Linked DNA regions of Arachis hypogaea: region 2 is linked to region 1. Evidence: chromatin contacts called from public Hi-C data. All regions are on one chromosome and are shown on one strand. The core of a region is the stretch at or near the end of the contact, and the rest is flanking DNA. Distances in the headings are between cores, read along the strand shown.

The links. A called contact is a pair of places that touch in the nucleus more often than the background predicts.
Region 2: a Hi-C map of an unstated tissue shows a contact between it and region 1, with 4 times the contacts expected there. The contact joins the promoter of LOC112754228 here to the promoter of LOC140179723 in region 1. A contact is called at or near these places in 3 of 8 Hi-C or Micro-C datasets (leaf and an unstated tissue).

Annotation. Positions count from the first base shown.
Region 1 is chr16:28,150,588-28,156,914 of arahy.Tifrunner.gnm2.J5K5, forward strand. It overlaps LOC140179723 (probable inactive ATP-dependent zinc metalloprotease FTSHI 2, chloroplastic), which reads right to left and starts at 3,251. Exons shown (of 6, transcript XR_011873545.1): 1 at 2,638-3,251; 2 at 2,406-2,546; 3 at 2,161-2,319; 4 at 1,549-2,051; 5 at 1,197-1,240; 6 at 452-857.
Region 2 is chr16:28,320,290-28,326,616 of arahy.Tifrunner.gnm2.J5K5, forward strand. It overlaps LOC112754228, which reads left to right and starts at 4,014. Exons shown (of 6, transcript XM_072220147.1): 1 at 4,014-4,293; 2 at 4,733-4,793; 3 at 4,918-4,985; 4 at 5,397-5,497; 5 at 5,589-5,676; 6 at 5,783-6,327. The coding sequence starts at 4,740. The coding sequence ends at 5,900. It overlaps LOC112758772 (large ribosomal subunit protein uL14x/uL14z/uL14y), which reads right to left and starts at 951. Exons shown (of 4, transcript XM_025807515.3): 1 at 786-951; 2 at 370-654; 3 at 76-117. The coding sequence starts at 801.

The sequences.
Region 1 (6,327 bases), core at 2,001-4,500:
CTTGACCATTAAAAAAAAAAGAGAGTAATCACATATCATTAGATGTAATCTCACACTATTAAAAATATTAATAATAGTTAATTGATGACTAAAAATTTTAAAATCTGTTGGTCTCTTAACACTCCTCATATTATATTTTTTAATTCTGATAAATACAAACTAACTTTAAAAAATTTTATTTTATGTGTTTTTAAAAATAATTTTATTTTTTAAAAGATACAAGCATAAATACATAATATTTTTTATTTACCAAATATAAAATAAAAAATTTATATTTTTAAAAAACACAAATACATTTTTAAAAAAGTTTACCAAATCAAACTAAATTTAGAACCTTCATTGGAAGTGCAACAAATACTACCACACTTATAATGGAACGAAAAATGTGAAAGATGGATGAACACATGATAATCTTAACAAAGAATAAGGAAAAGAAAAAAGAATTTCGTATTTTGTTTAATTTAAAATTTAAACAAAGAAAGAACTAAGTCAATCAAACAAATGAAATGCAATAAGACATTCCAGCTTGTATTTCTCTTTAAAAGAATAAGGAACACATATTACAAATTTATAATAATCCTATCACAACCCACATACGATGGACCATATATTTATATTTAGCCCTTATATTTATTATATATAGAAACAGGAACCCACTTAACTATTTTCAAGTTGAATTCCACGTGTCAGAAAATGTTTGGATTAATACCTCCAGATTCTGTCATTTGAAAGTTGACTTTGTCGTGGTGACAAATTCATCAAGGTGGCAGAGTTGAACGGTTTACATCTCCATAATCAAGTTTCGCATAAAATGTCCAGTCTTACTAGAACTTGAATTTATCTTTGTCCCATGTTGACTGTAAACATTGTAGGACTTGGTGATTTCTTGTTCTGCATACTTTATTTATTTGAATGATAAACACTTAAACAGCAATGTTTTATATAAACCTATGACTCATGTTACAAAGGTATTAATATTATTTGCTTAAAGTGAAAGAAATTAAAAAACCAGGATCAGATTCCACTGCCTTAACATTCAACCTCGGTACCTCATGCAGAGAAAACTATTGCTAAAAGTATCATAGCAAAGTCAATGGAATAAAATTCAAAGACCAGATAATTAAATTGCAACCTATACATATTTGACAAGTTTGAGTTTAGAGAATACAAATAGACAAGAGGTTTGAGCTACATACCAGAGTATTTGTTGGCACTCGGCACTGACATTTCCCAATTAAATCTGCAAAAGCAAATCCTATAGTCCAATTAAAAAATTTTCATTAGGAAATCAAATGGAAATCAACACAGATTTCAGTATGCTACAGGAATAAGGTACAATAAATATGACTATAAAGTAAACTAGTCTCAAAACTGGTTGTGGCATTTCTTAAGAGTTGCTCTTTAAAGCTGTCTGATTTTCATCATTACGAAGTTGTTGGAATTTTCTGTGCTTGGCAGCTCTAAGGTCAAGAATGCTGGGAGGTATTGGTTTTATGGAGCCATGCAAGTACACCAGATGAAAGAAATCTTGAGAGAGAGAACCCATACGTTTATTCGGTCTGCCACCCAGAAATTGGTAATTCCATGGTGCTTCTCTGAAAGCCCACCAAGAACAAATATCCTTGCTGCAGACCTCGCTTTGTCTGCAGTTTCGGCCCATATCGTACTCAACTGAAATATTGTAAAACAAGTTAAAACAGCAACCAAAAAGAACCAATGAAGCAAATAAAAAGGAGTGAGGAAACTTAAGGAAAGCAAGTGGAAATTTTATCTTATTTGATCACTCCCAAACCAAATTTCATCAGCTGCACGGGAAGCTAGTTGAACGGTAATATGATCTAGGACAGATTATTGACTGCATGACATTAGTAGTTACAAATTAGAGAAACAATGAAAGGCTCTAAACACAATTCTGTAAAAGTGCAATGTAATGCAGTTTAATTGGTCTAAGCAAAGAATCCATACGTGAGCATTCCTTCGTTAAATTTGATAGGATCCATCTTCACCCGCACATAACCTAATTCCCTACCAGCTCTGGGAGCAATTGTGACCTGCATCAAAAGCAACATAAAGCTAAAATGTCAATTTTTTCTACCAACAATCAATCAGATAAGGTGAGATTATGTCAATTACAAAGTGGATATAGTGTAAATTCCATACAAACTCGATATTTTTAAGATCAGGGAAGTTCACAGCTATGACAACCATTGCAGCCTCATTAATAGCTACTTGCTTCCAAGTCTCCATGCTTCTCTCCTTTTTATCCAGCATTCCTCTTTCTTCCATTTGTGCAGCTTGTAACAAGTCATCAGTAGTAATCTGCCACAATGAAAAGTAGTAAATAAAAGTATGCAAGCTACAATTGGTGGTCTGAGTATTAAATCCTTTTCAATAGGAGATATTACCTCAGTCCTTGAATCCCGCATCATGTTGATGGCAGCAACCTCAACTATGTTAGCTAACTCTGCACCGACTATGCCATCATTCCTCCTAGCAACAGCAAAATAGTCCACATCTTCTGCCATTGGATTTTTATGAGCATGGACCTATCAAAGTATCACAAGGGAAAGGAAGAAGATTAGTCAAAAATCACAATGGCCAAGTTTTGAAAGGATAACCATAAACAGTATTGTATACTTGAGAAAATTGAAGCCTGAAGTTGAAAACCACAGATGTAACATAGTAGAGGAGGAGCAGGTCTGATGTTTAGAGTTTCAACGATTTGTTTAGGGAGATATTTGTTGAGTAGATTTAAATTCCATTCACTTAAGTTATTTACAAATTGTATTGCTGAGAGATTTTTCTCTGTATCTGAAACTGTTACTATTGCAAGCTTTATAAGCTTCCATCTCCTTTCATCCACTCATCCTTCCAAAAGATAATTTGCTCCCCAATGTCTAAGGCCTACCCAATTTTCTCATCCAATTTCCTTTGTATTTAGCAAGTTTCTTTCATAGAGCTGAGTTCGATCTTTTGCTGACCATATCCTACCTTAATGGCTCCCCTTTATTGTACTTATGAAAAAAGACTTGAACCTATAATGATTTAGTCTCCATCCTTAGTCTCTAGTGAATTTTTAGGAGGAAAGCTTCATTAACAACTTGTAATTTTCTGCACCCCAGTCGTCCTTGTTCTTTGGGGAGGCATAATGTTTTCCAACTGATGTGAAGAAATTTTCTCTGCTCTTACATTTCTCTCCATATGAATTTTTGCTGTAATTTCTCTATCTCCTTGCAAATCCCGTTATGCACCTTGGAATGTTGCATTTCAAAGTTCACTATAGAACTCAAGACTGATTTGGCTAGGGTAACTCTCCCAACCAATGAAAGGCATTGAGCTTTCCACCCTTGCAATTTCTTTGACTCGATCCAAAACATTTTTGAACTTTTCTTGCCCTTCCTTTGGTTTGTGAGTTTGACTCCTAGGTATCTCCTTAGACATTGCTGCTCTTGAAAATGGCATTTTCTTTTAATAGTTTTCCTTTATTTTCTTTTGACATTGTTCGAGAAAACAATGGTGATTTTTGGCCTCGCTAATTTTTAGTCCTGATGCACTGCAAAATCAATCTATAGTTCTCTCTATGTTCTCCATCTGTTCCATGTTAACCTCCGTAAAATCAATTAATCATCAGCGAAAAGGAGGTGTAAAATGGCTAGTCTATTCTGACCAACTCTGATAGGCTTCCATCTTAGCTCCTCCACGCTGTCCTTTATAGCTTGAAAGAGCTTGTCCATAACTATGACAAAGAGGTAAGGGGATATTGGTTCCTCTTGTCTAATATCTCTTGAAGGAGTAAAATCATTTGTTTTTGTTCCATTCCAAAGAACATTATAAGTGACTATAGAGATACAAGTCATAAGGATCTTGCTGAGATAGTCTAGAATCCCAAACTCTTTAAGACAATCCTGAAAAAACTCTCATCTTAGACTATCATATGCTTTTTTGAAATCGTATTTTATTGCCATAAAACCTCTTTTTTCCTGACTTTCTTCGTTATATGTGTGATCTCTTTTGCAATAAGAATGTTATCTTGGATTCTTCGACTAGGTACAAAACTAGATTGATAAGGGATGATCCGGTTCTCTAAAGCTAGCTTTATTCTTTCTACTAAGATTTGAGTCATGCATTTGTAGCAAACATTGCACAATGCAATAGGACAAAATTGAGATATGTGCTCTGGCATCTATATTTTGGGTATGAGGGCGATCAAAGTCTTATTTATATGTTCAATCAGATTAGGATCCAACCAAACTTTTCTCATTAGTGAATAACACTCCCTTTAATAGTCTTCCAGTTATCTTTGTAGAACAAGGACAGAAACCCATTTGGCCTAGGATCCTTTAGGGAATCTATGTTGAATTTGGCTCGCTTAATCCCACTCTCTATTGGAATGGTAGAGCTAATATATTTTTCTGCATTGATAGGAGGGTATTGTTGCGTGTGTTGATTTAATCATAGATGCTTCCCTCTTCCTCATAGAGATTGTTGTAAAATTCTACTCTATGTTTCGCTAATTCTGCTTCATCTTCTATCCACTCTCCCAAGAGGCCTTTCAACTTTATAATGCAATTCTTTCTTCTTGTAGTGATTGTTTTGGTGTGCTAATATCAAGTACTCCGATCTTCCTTAACAATTCAAACCTTTCGAGGCTTTTGCATCCACATAACCTCCTCCTTGTTTAAGATTTTCTGTAACTCCTTATTAAGGTTCTTCTCTAGTTTGTCAAGATGGCGATTTGAACCATAGTTGGGTGATCTTTATATTTATCCTATTTTGTTTAGAAGCCTAATTTTAGTCTTTTCGATGTGGCTAAAAACGTCTCTATTCCACTTTAAGAGCTTGCTAGCAACATCCTTTAAGGTTGGTCCCAATTGGCCCTGATCATTCTAGTTCATCTTGACAAAAAGTTTCAAACTCAAGGTGGATACTCCACATTGTTTCATGCTTTTTTTTTTTGGACTTGGTGAGAACCGCGCAACCCGAGAGGAACCAAACCCAATACCCACCCAAACCCGCTCTCCCTCAAACAAATTATGTCTCCCTGTTAGCTTTGATCATTTTCAAATTGTGCCCCCCATGCAACTATGCCCAATTCCATTCAATTTTCAATATGTGCTTCCCGCATCAACTACGCTCACTCCCCAAATTCTTTCATTCTCTTTCTATAGCTGATTCCGAAATGGTACCAATGGTGAATCAATGCTACTTTGGCTACTGCTGTGCAAGATGAAGGAGATGGCTCGCCTGTCAGGGAGAAGGATGCAATTCCAAAAGTGATGCATTGCTTTGGTTAGGTACAAGGATTCTCAGGTTCCAATGACAATCTAATCCCACGGATGAGCATTACAGGCTCATGGCTGCGAGTTCCATCCTTGATTACAGAACGATGCGACTGGAGAACTTTGTTTCCAACTCTGGTCTTTGGCTTTTGAACCCATCGCTGGGTTGCACTCAAAAGGATTGGACGGGACTAAAATGGGGGATCCCCGACCTCTCCTTTTTGATAATGTCTGCTACCTGAGCTTGGGGATTAGTAGTCCATGAATTGAGAAGCTGGTTCTGGTAATTTAACTGTGCCAATGTGTGCGCCAGCTTGTTTCTGTCACGAGGCATCCAGGTAAAACCGCAATTTGACCTTTTTTCTTTGGATTGTTCTGATGTCCTGGATTATTGGGTCTACCTCCCAGATTATACTTCCTGTTTTGAGAGTTTGAACTAGCACTTGATTGTTTGATTTAATGGTAACCTTTTGAATTCCTAGGTTATTGGCCAGGATTATAGCTTCTCTAATCGCTTGTGCTTCTGCTGACAACGTTGATTGAGCTGTGATTTTGTTAACTGTTCTTCCTAGAACGTTTTCTTGGTGGTCTCTGATCACTGCAGCTGCTGCACCTGTTTTGGTTACGTTTGAGAAGACCGCATCTGTATTCAACTTGAGCCAGCTCTGTGGTAGAGGTCTCCATTTAACCGGTACTTTGCTTCTTGTGCCACATTGTTTCATACTTAAATGGCTATTCTCGTCTCCCCATAATTTGGTTCTTTTTTTGTCATGATTAATTTTTTTTTGTTTGGTTAAGATCATGATTTTAAAGTTTAAAACAAAGTCATAATCAAGGAGTAATTCTTCACCTATCAGTCCAAATTAATAAGGGCCCGTCTGGAAACTTTAGAAGTATTTTTTTTTAATTTTTGACTTATGAAAAGTACTAGTATTAATGTCTAGTGTAATTTTTAAAATCAAATTGCAACTTTTTAAGAAGTTATTTAGGAGTTTATAGAGAAGTTAAAAAAAAAATGACTTTTCTCATAATACTTCTACTTTTCATC
Region 2 (6,327 bases), core at 2,764-5,263, 170 kb after region 1:
ACAAACATTTCTTCACCATTATTGTCAAATATCTTGTTAAAAGCAGAAAGGAAAAAAACTATTGAAATAATTTACCTTTCATTTCACCCTTGGGATTCACAATGACTCCAGCATTATCTGCACAATTCAAAAAACCCCAATCAAAAACCATTTTCCAAACATAAAAATAGTTAAGTTAGTACACAAATAAAATGCTAATCCTAATCAACAATAATCAGTAATAAAAAATAATAACCATAATCAGAGCCTAACCTATAATGATCTAACCAAAATCAAAGATGAATCCGCATTAAAGCTAAAAATAAAAGAATATAACATGACTGAAGCAAATAAAAGAATAAAGAAGCAAAGGGACTTTATTGTTATGACCTTCGAAGTACATGTAAACACCGTCCTTTCGGCGGAAGGGCTTGCGCTGGCGGACGATGACAGCTGGCAGCACCTTCTTACGGAGATCAGGCTTCCCCTTCTTGACGGTGGCCATCACCATGTCGCCGACGCAAGCGGAAGGCAAACGATTAAGGCGGCCCTTGATCCCCTTAACGGAGATGATGTAGAGGTTCTTGGCACCAGTATTGTCGGCGCAGTTCACCGTAGCCGCCACCGGAAGACCCAGCGACATCCTGAACTTGTTACCCGCATTTCCACCGCGACCTGAACAGAAATCGAACAACAAAATACAAAAGAATCAAATTGTGAATTAGTAGAAAAATGAAGGTTAGTTAGATTTAGGTATAGTTATCTTGGCGAATTAGAGAAGAATTGAATAAGTAGAGGAGAGGCACCTCTCTTGGACGCCATTGTTGGTTCTCTATAGATCACAAACACAAACCCTAATTTTGTGTCTTTCTGCTGTTTATATATGCCACTCTCAGACTCTAACTAGGGTTTATGGAGTAGTATGGGCCCCCAACAGGCAGGCGCATTGAATACCTCTTTTTGTTTTTGTCCAAAAAAAAAAAAAATAAATTTCTCATCAAAGACTTGCTAAGGTAAGTAACTAGGGGTGAGCACGGGTAGCGGGTACCCGATTACCTGTCCGAACTCGAACCGAACCAATTAAATTGGTTCTAAAATTAATGGGTAATTGGGTCAAATCCGAACCAAACCGATGATTTTTATTAGTGATTGGTTCGGGTATCGATTTTGCGGGTGCGGAATCTGAACCAACCCGCGAACCCAATCATATATTAATTAAATAAAAAAAATAAAAAAATGTATATGGTTTTTTCACAATGATTATACATTATTAATATGTTTGGATTTTAATGAGTTTAGTTTTTAATGTATTTGGTGTTTAATATGTTTGAATTATTTCTATTGATGTTACATATTTATTGTACTTGTTGAATTTTTAAGATAAAAATTTGGTTTTTTTATGAATTTCAAAGTCATCGGATACCCAATTACCCGAACCGAACCAATCCGATCTTAATCAGTTTGGTTTGGTTCGGGTACATGTACAAAAAAATGTAAATCCAAACTAAACCGAACCAATTACATTTTGATCGATTCGATTCTAATTTTACCATAAATTCGAACCAAACCGACCCGTACTCACCCCTCTAAATAACCTCGCCCGGCTCCAGAAATTTTTTTTAATGACTAGCTCCAGAAGTTTTAATAGATCCAAAAAGAAATATTGAAATTTTAAATCGCGACTTTGCCACTTTTTTTATTTAAATAAAATAAAAAAATTAATATTACTAAATTCTCGTAAACCAAATTTAAAATTGATTTTGTAAAATTAATTTTAATCAAAAGTGAGTTAGTATTAACGTAGTTTATATTTAATAATTTTTATTTAAAATAGATTATAATAAATTAAATATTGTTTAGATTACATTTTTTAAAATTATTTTTAGATAAAAATTATAAAAAATGACATAAATTTAAATAATTATTTTATGTTATTTTATAATTTTATTTTAGATATTTAAATAAATTTTAATTTTTTTTAGTATTCTCAGTCCTCTTTAATACTCTATTAAAATTAATAGAATCATAATACAAAATAAAAAATGTTCCATATAAAAAAGAAATAACAATAACGATAAAAAAAAAGAATTTTATAAAAATAATAATATGGGTGAGAGTATTGGAAAAAAAACATTATACATATTCAAAAAAAATAATAAAAAAACTAATTTTTAATATTTATATGATATTTTTTAATAAAAAATTATATTAATTTAAATAAAAAAATTAGTTAGCCCTTGTATATAGTATATACACACGCATTTTCATAATAAGTGATTAAGTGTCTTATATTAAAAGAAAATATATTTTAATTTTTTTTTGTGTTAAAAAATTAATAATAAATATTTAACACATTTAAGAATAAATGTTACATGTCTAATTACTTGTATAAATATTATTTAATCTAACTAAAATAAAATGCAACTTGAAATGGTCAAAAATTAATATTATTTTAAACATCATTAGTTTTAAATGATTTTTTTTTCAACCAAATCTCCAATAAGTATTTATTTTTCAACTTTTAAAAACCAGTACTTTTTGGTAAATAAGTCTTTGGTCTTTCTTCTATCAATAGTGTAGTATTTTTTTGTATAGTTATAATTTATATTATATTTTTTAAAACTTTATGTATGTGTTATTTTTGCAAAATTTCGTTATTTTAAAAATTTGTGTTCTTTTTACAATTTTTCAATGAATTAGCTTAAAATTTAATAAAAAATAAGTGACAAAAAAAATTTAAAAATTTTGTATAAGACTTAAATAAAAAAATACAATATTTTTCTTTATCAAATTAAAGAAATTATACTTATTTAAGTTTATCTTACATTATTCTCTGTCTCTTTTATGTTTACAAATTTTGTTTAAAATAGATTAGCTTAAAATTTTGTTTAAAATGGATTAGCTTAAAATTTAACCAAAAAAATAGGTTAAAAAAAAATTATAAACACTATAAACCATGTTAAGGTATTATGAGCTATCTCATTTGCACGTAAATTGTGGTAGGATACTGTGAGTTACTCTTTTGCACATAAATCGTGTTATCTTACATTGCTTTAGATGAAAAACATTATAAACCATGCTTCCTTGGACGAGTTATATTCAATTTGAAAAGATCAAAGCACTAGAATAATTTATGTGCATTTCTAAAATAAATTTAATGCATAAATCGTCCTAGGATGCGATGATTTACATATTATCAAAAGTAAAGCCTTGAGACGATTTATATATTAATAGAGATGGGAGATTCACGTTTTGAAATATTTAAATGAAATATTTTTTATAGAACTAAGGAGAATGGTAAATAAATGTATTAATGCATCCACAGTTGATTTTGTGTCTTTGGATCTTATACTTGTTCTCCAAATTATTGACCTTGTTCTTGTACTACGGTCATGTAGGACATTCCATTAATTATTTTTTATCTCAGGTGGGACTAAATTGAAATTAAATGAAACCTTAAAGACCAAAACAGGATTACGTCCAAACATAGAAAACTAATTTAGTACTTTACCCATAATATATTTATCCAAGGCATGAACGGAGGTATTTGTAGCTTGTATAAGAACAGTATCCAGACAATCCATTTCACAAATAACATCACAAAGACCTATCTCCCAAACCATAGTCAAATCCCGCCAAATAGCAAAAAGTTCCCCTTTAAGAACTAAACTAAATGAAAGAGGACCAACACAACATTTCACCCACTCGCCAACTGAGTTTCTGATGATACAACCAAAACCCGATGAACCAATATCTTGAGTTAAGTTTTAAAGTAGTCCTGAAGTTGCATTCGAGCCTCATAGTAGTCTCTGAACTTAAAAATTACCCATATTCATCTCTAAGGTTGTACTCCGAGACTCAGACTCGTCCTTCCGGCACATTCCATCCATCTGGCACTACCGGAAAGCTGAGTTGGCCTCCTTCATGACACGTTGGCCAAAAAATGACTAGCTAACGTGACAGAGTAAACTGTTCTGATTCAATTTAGTCCCTCAATTCAAGTTAAAAATCATAATCCCCAATTTTAAAGAACCATCTCCACAATGCTCACACTCTTCTCTTCTCTTCGGTTTTACAGTCAACAGACTGCTGAAGATATAGCTTTGTTGGCTTACAATCGTGCTCTTCCAAGCCACGTTTTTTTAATCACTTATCTGATAATTATAGTGTTTGTGGCAGAATTCGATGAAATGTTTCTTACAGTTATGAACTAATGTATTATGCATTTACTTGTTGGTGATTAGGATCCCCTGTTGTTGGTGTGGGATTCACTGGTTCTTTGGCTACCACTCGTTCTAAACTTGGAGAGCACAGGTATTATCTAGTTTTATATACCATCTACAAAAGTCTTATCAACATCACTATATCTGTATGCACCTCCTGAATGGTTCTTTTATCTTGTTTATGCCAATAAACTGAATTATGCAACACACAACCTACTGTAATAGTGTAATGAAACTAACCCAGAAGAGAAGCTGCTGGAACCTTTTGGAAGCAATTGAATATTGAAGTTTAGTTCTCACTTTTCAAGCCAGTAGTAGACTGCACAAGTTCAACAATATGCAAAATACTATTATCTACTACAACAGAAATTAGTTAATAAAGCACCAACTTGGTTTGATATTAACACATGAACAATGATACAAAGTTTATGTTCTACCACATTAGGCTTATTATTAGACCACTTTAGCTTGCTATCACCTAACTGGAGGACTAGTACCATCTGAACTCCGCCTTTTATGTTCATTTCTAGATTTTATATGTCGACAAGAACCGCTGACCGACTTTGGATTTCAGGAGTGACCCTTACTAAGGTATTGTTACCTATACCCTCATCTTTGTTCTCTATGATGGGTCTTAACATAATATAAACATGTGATAATCACGTGGTTCAAGTGCTGATTTAGATTGATTCACTTTGCAAACTTTCTAATTTAGGGACTTCATACTAGAGAAGAAGAGGAGGACAGAGTTTCCAGTCAACTTTTGCTCAAGGTGTGTTACAGGTGTGAAGAAAAGTTGTCATTTTTATTGTTATTTATTTGCAGTTATGAGTTGTTTATTTTCTTTTATTCATTTTTATTGTTCTTACTTTTTGAGGTTATGCATAAGAATTTTGGTGTCTAGATTTGTCTTAATTTTTTTTAGTCGGTTTTTTTAATCTTCTGTTTTGTTTCTAGGCTATTGCAAAGGGGAGTGGATCCTCTCCAATGAAAAAAAAAAAAATTGAATGGTGTGCAGTATTTAATCTAACCATTCATTACTCTCTCTCTCTCTTATTTATTTTTGGTCTCACTTATAGAATCAAAGGTGAAATATCCATACTGGATTCTGTCAAGTGTTAAAAAAACTGAAAGAGGATCCATTTCCATTTCAAAGGCATGCAAAGTTCCAACGACCTCTATCCTTGATTTCAGTGAATCAGTTGTAACTGAAGAATGTGAAAAGCAATTCAATGAAGAGCAAGAGTTAGAACAACTTTGTCAAATAGGCTTTAAAATCTATCCATTTTCAAGTGGTACGGTTAAATGTTTCAGGTGTACCAACATTAATGCAGTTACAATTATATTCACCTTTTATTGGTTATTTTTTTAATCTTTTGCTTTCAGAGATACCAGCAGAAAGAAAAATAATTCTACCCGGTTCTTTTAATCTATTACACGAAGGGCATTTGAAGCTCATGGAAGTTGCTAGTTGGTAGATACACTCTTTCTATTCATAAAAAATGCTCTTTTTTTTTTATTTAGGGGCTTATAATGGTATCCAATTCAAAAAATGACGTAGTAAGAGTACTTATATGCAGCATTTGTGGTGATGGCTATCCATGCTTTGAACTATTTGATAAGAGAAGATGGAGAAGACAAAAGAAGAGAATCGAATCGAAGAGAAGAGTCGTGAACATTGTGGAGATGGTTCTTTAAAATTGGGGATTAGGGTTAAAAACTTGAATTGAGGGACTAAATTGAATCAGAACAGTTTACTCTACCATGTCAGCTAGCCGTTTCTTTGCCAACGTGTCACGAAGGAGGCCAACTCAGCTTTTCGGTAGCGCCAGATGAACGAAATGTGCCGGAAGGACGAAATGTGCCAGAAGGACGAGTCTGAGTCCCAGAGTGCAACTTCAAAGATGAATATGGGTAACTTTTAAGTTCAGGGACTACTATGAGGTTCGTGTGCAACTTCAGAGACCACTTTGAAGCTTAATTCCCAATATCTCCCATAAAATCAGCATCATAGTTTATCTTGAACTTATTCACTGGTGGAACTACCCAATCAATCAACAAAAAAGGAGGGGAACTGATTTGTTGAAATCTTGACAAAAATTATATATAAGGATTTGAAGTTTAG